Linked DNA regions of Danio rerio: regions 1 and 3 are each linked to region 2. The links are chromatin contacts, called in public Hi-C and Micro-C maps. All regions are on one chromosome and are shown on one strand. Each heading gives the region's core, a stretch centred on a gene start, on an enhancer-like site or on the middle of the called end of the contact. The rest is flanking DNA. Distances are from core to core; before and after follow the strand shown. Region 1 holds the start of slc35b3 (solute carrier family 35 member B3). Region 2 holds the start of tfap2a (transcription factor AP-2 alpha). Region 3 holds the start of eef1e1 (eukaryotic translation elongation factor 1 epsilon 1).

Region 1 (3,716 bases), core at 313-2,812, 660 kb before region 2:
GTTTTGAATCTGGTAATCATGGAACATTATTTCTTGCACATGACCATGCAGAACAAAATTGTTGGCATCCAAAGACTTTAAATTTCTCTCGTTAAAACACTTGGAGTTTCAATGAGATAGTTGTATATTTGTGGCTGGACGCTTGGCCATTTCGTCTTATCCAATATCCATTGGGAAGGTGCTATCGCAAATGGACCTGTCAGATGAACGCCACTCACTTTAACGTTAATTTTGCCAAATAACTGTGCTTATCACTGGGTGACAAGCTGTTATAATAAGCTGAAAGCATTATGTAAATAATATGTAATCAATATAAACTAATCTCTAAGACAGCAACAAACTCTGTACTGCATCGGATTTCATTCCCTCGCTGTAAATGCTAGCGCTCTCGTTTTTTTTCTGCAACCTCGCTGCATGCGCATACTAAATGTTTCATCGGTAATTCGTCTATACAAATGTTGCACACACAACAATAGGCCTATATAAACACGAGCATACTGACAACACAAAAATATGCAACAGCTGAACAACCATATAATTTTTATAGTTATTTATTTATTTGTTTAATTAACCTTTATGAGACAGGTGGGCACAATGTTTTCAGCACAAGTCTATTCTTGGTTTAATTTTGGAGACCGCCACTCAGAGATCATTTTTAATGTTCAGTTGTGGTCTGTATTCATTTTTAATGTATTTGATTGCCATAAAGGTGTCAGAAAGTTTAACCTGGTGCTTTAAAATCAATCTGCTACATCTGACACTATTGCTGTGTTGTAAATAACATAATAGTTGAATAAAATTTATTTGACTTTTGAAAATCACCAAGTGACCCTCTGTCATTGTCCCAGGGGGTCCCAACCCCCATTTTAGAAACCACTGATCTACTCAACAGTCAAAGAAGAATCATGATAGTGTAAACTTAGAGGAAGACCATGGGATTAGGGTATGATTGTGACAAGAAGACATAGGCCTACATCAAAATTGCCTCACTAATGTGGGTTTTTTTTCAGTTGAATATTTAATTCCTTCATAACTTTTGGTTAATATTACTTACAACACCTGCACTAAAAGTAGCCTATGAGGTAAAAGCTGTCACAAATTACCAGTAAAGTGTGGGCTGGATAGACAAACAGATGAATTAATAAATGAATGAACATTTGCTAGCTGCTAAAGCTAACATTTAACAACAAACAGCATGTCACAAGGGATTCTTTGTCAAGATTAAACTTTATGTCCCTTAAAATCTCTCTACACACTCATAAGTAGGCTTTGCAGCCTTCCTTTTCATCACATGAATTATGTATTACTTTAACGCATAGGCCTATAATATAAGCATGCAAATGAAGATGCAAGACAAGAAAATTCCCACAAACAGAAAGCCATCATTAGATAATGTCTCCTGCTTTTCTGAAGGATTATGTTTGAGGGCACTAACAGACTAACAGATTACTTGTGTAGATAAAGAAACAAATAACAATTTCATACCTGTTTTATTTCTTGTGTTGGTTTCATTTTGAATATATATTGAGCTACACAACATGTCTTCTGCTAAAGTTTCCTGCAGGTAGGCTGAATTGTGTAACCTGTTTGTCCAGAATGACAAGAGATCAGCACGTTTGGCACATTTACATCCTAGTTTTGCATGTATGTGAACGAATGGCATGCAAAAATAAAACAAAGCCATTTTGATCAGACCTTTAGATATCAACAAAAAGCTCAAGCAGCACACTATTGACCTTATTCTAAAATGCGGAAGTGCGCCTGTTTTCGCGATTGTCTTAGAACTTCCGATTCAGTCGCCTATGGGAGAAATGACAAGGAATAATGGCACAAAATGGCCAAACTACTTGCTCAACAAACAAATGTTTGCATGACTACACAGACCAAGTAGCATAATATAATAAGAAAATATTAAATTGCAACATCAAGCAGCGTAACGAGCAGTTGTTAACGTTAAAAAATGAATGGAAGTGAATGTGACCGGAAGTCGCGAGACAAAAAGATTCAAATGGCAGCGCCCACTCGTCAGCTGAGAATAAGGTGAATACACTCACTCCTATACACAACACATGTGGCCGAGCTGTAGCCACGGAAGGTCCATCTCTGGCAAGGGGTTATGATCCTATCTACCCCCTCCCCCTACTCGCCCAGCCTCCGTTCCACCCATTCATTTCCTCTGCTTCCCCTATAGATGACAGAGGCCTTTCCATCCACAGCGAGAGGTTAATTCACTCACGGACGGCATTATTTCTTTCCAGCCCCTTCCACAATATAAAAATTCAGAGTGGACAGGCCCATCTCTCATCCGTCTGAGATTTGATTGGAATGCTATTGCCTCCTGTCCCGAGGAGCCCCTGCACTGGCTTGGCTGCACTTTATGACACTAAATAGCCAGGCTACAATTTTTCCATCTATTCAAAAAATTCTCTTAATAACTCATTCTTCCGGACGAGAGCCCTAACTCTCCACTCACCGCCGAGGACGGGCTCGTCCCATTTACGTCCACAGGTCACCGCAATGGAGACCTGGAAATGTCCAGAATTCAACGGGTTAATTAATCTCCGAATTTACTGCCCTCTCTCTGCCACCCACTCGCCGAATCATAGTCCCATGGAGAGGCCTGTGCAATATTTACTGCCCGCTAATAGTATTCAGCAATGCACAGAACCGTCCACATGCACGCGGCTCTTTTGCCACCCATCTAACTTTACAAGTGATCTCATTTATCAACAATGACGGATTTGTGTAATGACTTTTACTTTTTGCAGCCTTTCACACCAGATCCTTCTAAATAATAAAATGGCTATTTATTGATTATTCAGAAAGGTACATATTCCCATAATGGTCTCAGACCAGATCAAATAACCAGTAATAAATAAAACATTGCATGCGGAAGGAAATGCAGTGGCTTTTCAAAGAGCCAAATCTGGATCCAATGAGGCCTGTAGCTCAGCAAATCAGTAGGATCTTCTGGGAAAGCTGAACGCTTGAGTGATTCTGTGCATGGATCTGATTAGAATTCAGATGACCTAACGACTGTTGGGATCATGGATGAGTCTGCAACAAATGTGAGGAGTAGGACATGTATTATTAAGGATAACACCAGTGTTTCAGTGGAAGACTTTACCGCCCAACCCCCCAAAAAAGAGAAACAAAGTAAGACGAATATTTTTTTTTCTTTCTGTATAATAATGGTTATTTCATGGTTCCATATATCCAAGTATTTGTTAGAAATGTATTTTGTTTTGTTGTTGTTTTTTCTCTGTAGAGATTAAATGCAGTTGATTTTTGTGTAATTTTAAATGCAAGTGAGTCGGGCTGCAAGATTCATTCATTCATTCATTTTCTTGTCGGCTTAGTCCCTTTATTAATCTGGGGTCGCCACAGCGGAATGAACCGCCAACTTATCCAGCAAGTTTTTACGCAGCGGATGCCCTGCCAGCCGTAACCCATCTCTGGAAAACATCCACACACACATTCACACACACACTCATATCCTACGGACAATTTAACCTACCCAATTCATCTGTACCGCATGTCTTTGGACTGTGGGGAAACCGGAGTACCCGGAGGAAACCCACGTGAATGCAGGGAGAACATGCAAACTCCACACAGAAACACCAACTGAGCCAAGAATCAAACCAGCAACCCAGCGACCTTCTTGCTGTGAGGCGAACGTGCTACCTACTGTGCCACTGCGTCGCCACGGGCTGCAA
Region 2 (3,943 bases), core at 248-2,747:
GCTCAGATCTCCCTCTAATGGTGGAAGAGAGAGACTCGATCGCTACTGTAATAACCCTCATTAGCATATCAAGAGAGCAAAGCCAATGAATATACACAGGTAGAAACTGCAACGAGAATTCCAGCAAGAATACCTTCACTGCGTTTCATTTGTATTTCAAAAGGGAACGGTAAATTACAGGGGCTAATATAAGTGGTGAATGAGAGCTTCTCCTGTTTATTTGAATTAATCATCCAGTTGGGATAATTCATGCACTTGAACCATGAACAAATAATCTTTCAAACAGTATTCATAAATTTCGAATTTAGGCTACACCTCACGAGCAGTTTGTAAAATAGGCTGTTTATTAAACAACACGCTTTTGTTGCATTTTCTTGATTCGGTTGGCCAAAATAAAATTGCGCCCAGTCTGGCAACTGTAAAATGTTGTTTTAGTCCTACAGTGAACGTTTGCCTGTAAAATACTCGCAATAATGTTATGCTAAAAGTCGATTCTTCAGTAAGCATACATCTATTTACAACGTGTAACGGCGCAATTTGATAAATGTAAATAATTAACACAACAACATGGCTTGTTAAATGTGAATGAGGTCAGAAGACAGGTCGCCGAGTCTAAGGCGTTGTCTTTCCATTACCTCCATTACCATTTTTGGTGGGGTGAGTCCAGTTGTCATTAATGAGAGGCCGAAAGAAACTAAGACACAATGATGATTAGGAGAGGCAGAGAAACGCGCAGTAGATATGAATGGGGTGTGCTGCTTTGTTGTTCGCTGCTTATTGATTGGGGGTCCGCATCGCTGAAACCAGTCGCACAAAAGAAAATTAAGAACTAGTCTGCATTCCTAAAACTTTGTCGCAATTTTCATAATGAGAAAATTGTATACTCGTGTGACAAAAATCTAAAATCCCTTGTGTTATTTTTTACTCTGGACCACAATACTTAAGGACAGTGCACAGGGACGCAGTGCACAGTAAAACAGTGTGATAACAAACGTAGAGAGAAAATAGTAATATAGTTTTTCCCATTTATCCTGCCATAGAAAAATGTATACGAAGGCCTGCAAAGACCGAACAATAAAAAAACAGCAAATAGACTAAAATAAAATAATTAAAGCAGAAAGTAAAATAGCCTAAATAAGTAGGCATATTCATGTTCTAACAGCAAAGTTGCCCTTTTCTGACTACATAAAGAGTGTTTTTTTAAAGAGAAATCTGATCATTTTCCTCACCCCTTTCTTCACTCAGTCTCTAACGGAGATCTAGGGTGATACAGTTTTAGCTCGTAGCTTTTTATTTAAAGGCTTTTAATCATTAACTGTTATATATATAAAACGTTCATCAGAAAAGGTTTAATACTCATTAAAAGTAAAAGCAGCATCACCCTCATATCTTAAGGAAGAGAACGTACCTGCCAGTCTCCCATTTTGCCCATTAGTGACATTCTTGTCTCTTCTTTCTGAATGTGGTACATGACACAATATCATTGGGTCTTGTGTCCTTAAGCAAAATTCCACTTTACCTGAACAAAATCTACTCACCTGGCAATAAAAACAGAGAACCACCTCACGGCGCATGCGCTCTACTATGGGCACGTGTACGACAACGACACCTGAAAAAGGTAAAAGTTGAGATTCCTGCTTCAAGAGCAGGAGCAGTGTGACATTTCCCACTTTTTGTTTTAATTTTGACAATGTTAAAATATTTGCATATTATATAATTTTGCGTCATGAGACAGTTATCCCTAAACAAATGTTTGTTTAATCATTTTCACTTGATTAACATTCACTTTTATTAAGTCATACTGGTATTTCTTCCTGTCATTTTGATCATCGAAAGAGTTATTGAGTGAAATCTAAATAAACACTCTAACCACCGTGTCGGTCTGGGAATATATCAACTTTTTATCAACGGCTTAAAAAATTAGATATTCTGGTGTGCTGCAAGCGTGCAATATGGGTACCCCTGTCGCTTTGTTACATCATTTAACTGTATAAATTATTAACACATGTTAATGTAAGTAGAGTTGTAGAATTACAAATTAACCTAAGTGGAAGCGATAAATTAATTTCAGAAAGCGGCATTAAACTATATGCGCAAAAATGCATAGACAACATCAGTCTGATATCAAATTTGTATTCAGTGTTGTCATTCTAATGTTTTTAAAAATATATTTTTTTTATTACGGCACAACTTAAAGGTCTAGAAATGCTATAACAGGCTAGAATGTAGAATTTAAACGGACAATTGATTCTTATCGTTGTTGCTTGCTAATATATATATATATATATATATATATATATATATATATATATATATATATATATATATATATATATATATATATATATATATATATATATATATAATTAATATTATTATTATTATTATCGTTGTATATTGCTGATACATAGCCGAGCAAAACATCAGCTTGTGTCTGATTAAATGTCTCCGAAAAAGCACCATTATAATCCAGCTCCATTAAAAATTGGCAAAATCAACAAAATTATAAAGTTCTAGCTTACATCAGTATTAACTATTGCAAATGTAAGTACAATCAAAGCAGGTTTTCTTTGCATGACAGGCCAGCAGTGAAATATAAAATAGCCTACTCTTTTAGTCTGCACATTTTATGAAATAGTGTTAGTTCAGAGATCAAGAAAACGGGTTCTCTCTTAAGTCATCTAACGTTCTCTTGGGCCCTCTATTGGACAATGTTAGAAGTAGAATGTTTCTCTATCACATTTCCATTGACAAATCCCAAGGGATGCCTTTATTATCGCATTTTGCTTTCTTTACTGAGGCTGAACGACAGCCTGACATATTTCTAATGTGCTTAAATGTAAGCCTGTTTAGATTCTGATCATAGTTTAGACTAGCCTACTTTTTTAACGAGTAGGTACATGAATGAATAAATAAAAAAAATAAAATAAAAAAATAAAATAAATAGATAAATATATGCCTGACCCACAGAAACACATCATATTACTTAATGTGACAGTTTAACTAGTTTAGAATCGAGAGATCTGTCGTTCGTAACCATGTTGAACGACTGCAGAGACCCGCAACAAAAGACAAACGTTTCTCATTTAATCATCTGGCACCATCTAGTGTACATTTAAAAAAAAAGTATAAGGGGTAGAAGATTAAGCTGAAACAATTTTTAAAAAGAGAAAAAAACTTTTAGGCGCATGGCTGGAAGAAAACAGTCATTATTATATAATATCTGCTAATATCTGTTGTATCTGCGTACGTTTAGCTTTAAGAAGCCTTGTTAAATAAATCGGCAGTTTAATTTTTTTCTGATTTAGTTTTAATGACATGCTACAAATGCTACAGTTTCTTTATGTAGGCTAAAGTTGTGTTGAAATGAAAAAAAAAAAAAGTACCATGAAAAACATTATACAAATAAACTTGATTAACTGTAATTAATTAACTTTTAGCTCTGCTATAGACCAGAATGAACAAATATGACAGATTGCTGTGTTGCTAAACTGTTTGATTTCTAGTTGAAGTGTCTTCGTGGTGAAAATCTGTTATTAGGATAATTAAAATATAGCACATATTTACACATATATAAAATATAGCTAATATATTTGAACATGTACATATTTGTAACTCCAGTGGTTGAAAAAGATATATCTGCAGCCATTTTTGCAATATTTTGAAGTATTTTGCAAATAGGACATATTTTACATATGTAAAATTAAATATAAACTTGCATTCCATATTATGAATAACTAAATTTGAATTTTATTAGTGCTATCGCAACAGATTAAAAAAACTTAAATTAATAGAAAAGAATAGTAGTCATCTGAAGCATAGCTCACTGTCTGTCATAAGTTTTCATCAGTCCGTTCTTGTGGATTTGGCCATAGGTTCTCATACACATCACAGTGAATGCTTCCATTAGCCAAGCATCTTTGAACGTTCTGGCATGTTAAAG
Region 3 (3,959 bases), core at 886-3,385, 810 kb before region 2:
AAGTCTATTCTTGGTTTAATTTTGGAGACCGCCACTTAGAAATCATCCTCAATGTTCAGTTGTGGTCTGTATTCATTTTTAATGTATTTGATTGCAATGAAGCTGTCAGAAAATTGAACCTGGTGCTATAAAATCAATCTGCTACAGCTGACGCTATTGCTATGTTGTTAATCTAACGTAAAAACGGAATCTATGGAAAAAAAAATTAAAGGCTGATGGCTTATTATTTGTATGATGTTCCTTTTTTATGTAATTATTAACTACTATTATTTATCTCCTGTGGTTTATGGATAAAATATGGTAATTCTAGCAGTTTAATAGAATTTATTTGACTTTTGGAAATCACCGTCTTATGAACAACACTTTGGGAACAACTGGAAAAAACTATAAATAAAGTAGTTAGTACATGAATAAATGAATGAAGCTAGTGTACAGTATGAATTTTGAACAATAAGATTTGAATTGTTAAATGATACATTAATATTACATGGTATATTACATCAATCACATTTACTGTATGTGTTATTTGGTTGGTTACATAATAGTAAATAATAATAATGTAGCTTCAATAAGAAATAATTATAGAAAAGTATTGTATTAGGGAACTGTACTTATTTAATTACAATACATCACCGATGTTAATATTAACAAAACTAACATTTGGAAAAAAAAGTATTAATAGATTTTTTTAACTTATTATAAGGCGACTAAAAAAAGAAGAACAGATTATCATCATTTTATTTTATTTTTTATTTTTCAAAGATACAGTTTTTTTGCAGTTAAACTCTAAAATATTACAAATTGTTATCTGTTTTTTTTTTCAAATAAACTCTTAATACAAAGGACTGTAATTTGCTTAAACTTTGTAATTAATAATGGTAAGATGTAAAGTCAGTCACTGCAAATACTGCTCTTTATTTTTGTAGTAACATGTAATTTATCTCTTTAAAACTGTTTCTAAGTATTTTACAGTGTTCTAAAAATACTCAAAAATGTTTCTGATAATGTTTTCAAACTATTATATTTTACTTACCAAAATTACACAAGTGCCAATTTCCCATCTGTCATACCCACAATGGAGCTTTTTCCTCATTAATGCAAAAAATAAAAAATAAAAATAAATATTAATAATAATAATAATAAAATAAATAGTTTTAGTTCTTTAGAGAGAACTCTTATCCTTTTGATTAGCATTGTTTTTGGGGGGGTTGTGCAGTTTAATTCAGACTTTCTACAAAGTATGTTGCATACTTTTTTCATCACATCCATAACGTATGTTTAAATCCCTTATTTAAAATATAAAATAGGTTTACAGATTGATATTTTTCTGCTCAAATAACTCTGTGGTTAGTTGTTTTGGAATATATAAACAGATGCTTCAATATAATGTTAACATATACTATCACGGTGAATTTATGTTTTGAAATTGTAGATGTCACATCCATATTGCTGGAAACACTCATCCATCCATCCATCCATCCATCCATCTATCTATCTATCTATAGGTAGTTTCAATGCACATGGTGGGTATAAAGCTGCTCTAAATGTTGCTTAGCATAAGGGCCATGATGTCTTTTTGCAGGCAAGTGTTTTTATGTAAACTTGAAAATTATCCAAGATGTTTTACCTTGTAAATGCACTATAATAGGCTGTCTTAAACCGTTTAAATGTTATTTTTACAGTAAATGTGTTTCTTTGATGATCCAGATGTCAAAGTGAACAAAGATCTTTCAGTGGGTTTGCTACTACACATGTGAATACTTATTAAATACTTGGATACTTATCATTCTAACACGGTTAAAAATAATAGATGAAATGCTGATGAATGTATGTAAATAATACATATTAAATACATAATAAAGAAGATCTGAAATCTTCCCAGTGAAATAAAATTTCAGGTTTCCACCACCAGCCATTCATTCATACAATGACTAACATATGACACTTTACAACCCTAACGCATCTTTTTAAAAATACTATCAGCTCAAAACCCCAACTATATCTCTTTCAGCGTTCGATTCACCTTTTTCCCTCCTTGCGTGCTGTATTTATTTGCCTTTTTTAATCCTAGAAATCTCTCAAGCGAGTTCAGCTCCCGCAGCGCCATCTTGATCACACCGGAAACCAACGGACTACATTAAGCGGGCGCTGATTGGTGGAGATTCTCTAGTCCCGCCTCTGTCGCGTCATGTTGGACAGATTCAGCCTGTTTTCATATGGTAATGTAGTTTTTCTCTCTTTCTTTGGAACATTTGTTAGATCAGAATTCAAATTTGCAAAACAGTAAGTGCATCTCTGAAAATAACGGGTACAAATAGCAAAACACAATGGACTGCCCGCAAAAGCTCTTGTCTCTTGCTCAAAATCCTTAGTTAATCTCTCAGAATTTAATTTCCGTGTCAATGAACGTGTCAGTAGATTAGGCCTACAAAATGTCATGTACTTAGTCATGTTGTCAATAACTGTACTTCGAAGGGGTGTTCTGGCGTGAACTATGGCAATTTATAGTATATAGTTGACATGATCTGTCAACAAATTAAAGTCCAAACTGCAAGATATTTATATAAACGTAACAGTTTTAAGTACTCATTTCTAATAAGGATTTATTTTATCTTTGACATAATGACAGTGAACAACATTTCATACACACACACACACACACACACACACACACACACACTTGAAGTTAGATTTATTAGCCCCCCCTAAATTATTAGCCCCCTCGTTTATTTTTCCCCCAATTTCTGTTTAACGGGGAGAAGATTTTTTTTCTACACATTTCTAAACATTACAGTTTTAATAACTGTTCTCTAATAACTGATTTATTGTATCTTTGTCGTGATGAAAGTAAATGATATTTTACTAGATATTTACAAGACACTTCTATACAGCTTAAAGTGATATTTAAAGGCTTAACTAGGTTAATTAGGTTAACTAGGCAGGTTAGGGTAATTAGGCAAGTTATTGTATAACGATGATTTGATCAGTAGACTATCAATATATATATATATATATATATATATATATATATATATATATATATATATATATATATATATATATATATATATATATAGCTTAAAGGGCCTAATAATTTTGACCTTACAATGCTTTTTAACAAAATGTAAAACTGCTTTTACTCCAGCCGAAAAAAAAAAAATAAGACTATCTCCAGAAGAAAAAATATCATTTGTGAAACATTTAAAAAAGAGAAAAAAAAAAATCAAAAGAGGGCTAATAACCCTGATCTCAACTGTATATATATATATATATATATATATATATATATATATATATATATATATATATATATACAGGGTTCAACGCTAAGGATTTTTTCTACTGGCCCAATCGGACCAATGGTTCAGGTTTTTACTTGCCCTGCCAATATTTTCACTGGCCCCACCAAAAAAAAGTTTATAGCTATTTCTTAGCCACAAATAAATAAAAAGTGTCAAAATGTTTGTAAACATAGAATTTAAATATTTAAAATATATATATAAATGTGTAATGAGCAAAACTCAAAGTGTTTTGAAACAAAAGATGGCTAAAGACCAGCCAAACTGACAGCAAACTGTACAAAAGATCACTTAATTTTTTTTTTTTTTTGTCGTGGTGTACCCTGGTTTATGTCTGCTTCCAAGACGTTACAAACAAATGTTTTCCTTTAGCATCATCATTTGATGTTACCGCCATGTTGCTGTCTCTTCCCTGTACTAATAATGTGCTCACAACATCCAATAAGATAAGAAGAACCGAGAAGGTAGCGTTTGAAGGCTTGAAAATACGAACTGTTTCTCAATTCTAAAACTGTATTCGCACGCAATTGACAAATGTGACAAATAGTCACAGGCAAATTAAACTTTAGTAACAAGGCAGCAGTGGCCCGATCGGGCCAGTAACGATCCTGTATACTGTCCTGAGCATCTCATATGTTGACCCCGGGCCATCGGGCAGTC

What was found. Hi-C and Micro-C count contacts between places; a contact is called where the count stands out from the background.
Region 1: a contact with region 2 is called in a Micro-C map of caudal fin, with 10 times the contacts expected there. The contact joins the promoter of slc35b3 here to the promoter of tfap2a in region 2. A contact is called at or near these places in 3 of 18 Hi-C or Micro-C datasets (caudal fin, hematopoietic stem cells and an unstated tissue) and 1 of 4 datasets of contacts at active chromatin or transcription factors (embryo).
Region 3: a contact with region 2 is called in a Hi-C map of hematopoietic stem cells, with 4 times the contacts expected there. The contact joins the promoter of eef1e1 here to the promoter of tfap2a in region 2. A contact is called at or near these places in 6 of 18 Hi-C or Micro-C datasets (caudal fin, embryo, fibroblasts and 1 more) and 2 of 4 datasets of contacts at active chromatin or transcription factors (caudal fin and embryo).

Annotation. Positions count from the first base shown.
Region 1 is chr24:8,423,105-8,426,820 of GRCz12tu, forward strand. It overlaps slc35b3 (solute carrier family 35 member B3), which reads right to left and starts at 1,563. Exons shown (of 10, transcript NM_001039995.1): 1 at 1,486-1,563.
Region 2 is chr24:9,079,185-9,083,127 of GRCz12tu, forward strand. It overlaps tfap2a (transcription factor AP-2 alpha), which reads right to left and starts at 1,498. Exons shown (of 7, transcript NM_001319158.1): 1 at 1,409-1,498. The coding sequence starts at 1,471. It also overlaps a transcript of tmem14ca not described here.
Region 3 is chr24:8,271,067-8,275,025 of GRCz12tu, forward strand. eef1e1 (eukaryotic translation elongation factor 1 epsilon 1) reads right to left here and starts at 2,136. Exons shown (of 4, transcript NM_001386550.1): 1 at 2,024-2,136. The coding sequence starts at 2,107.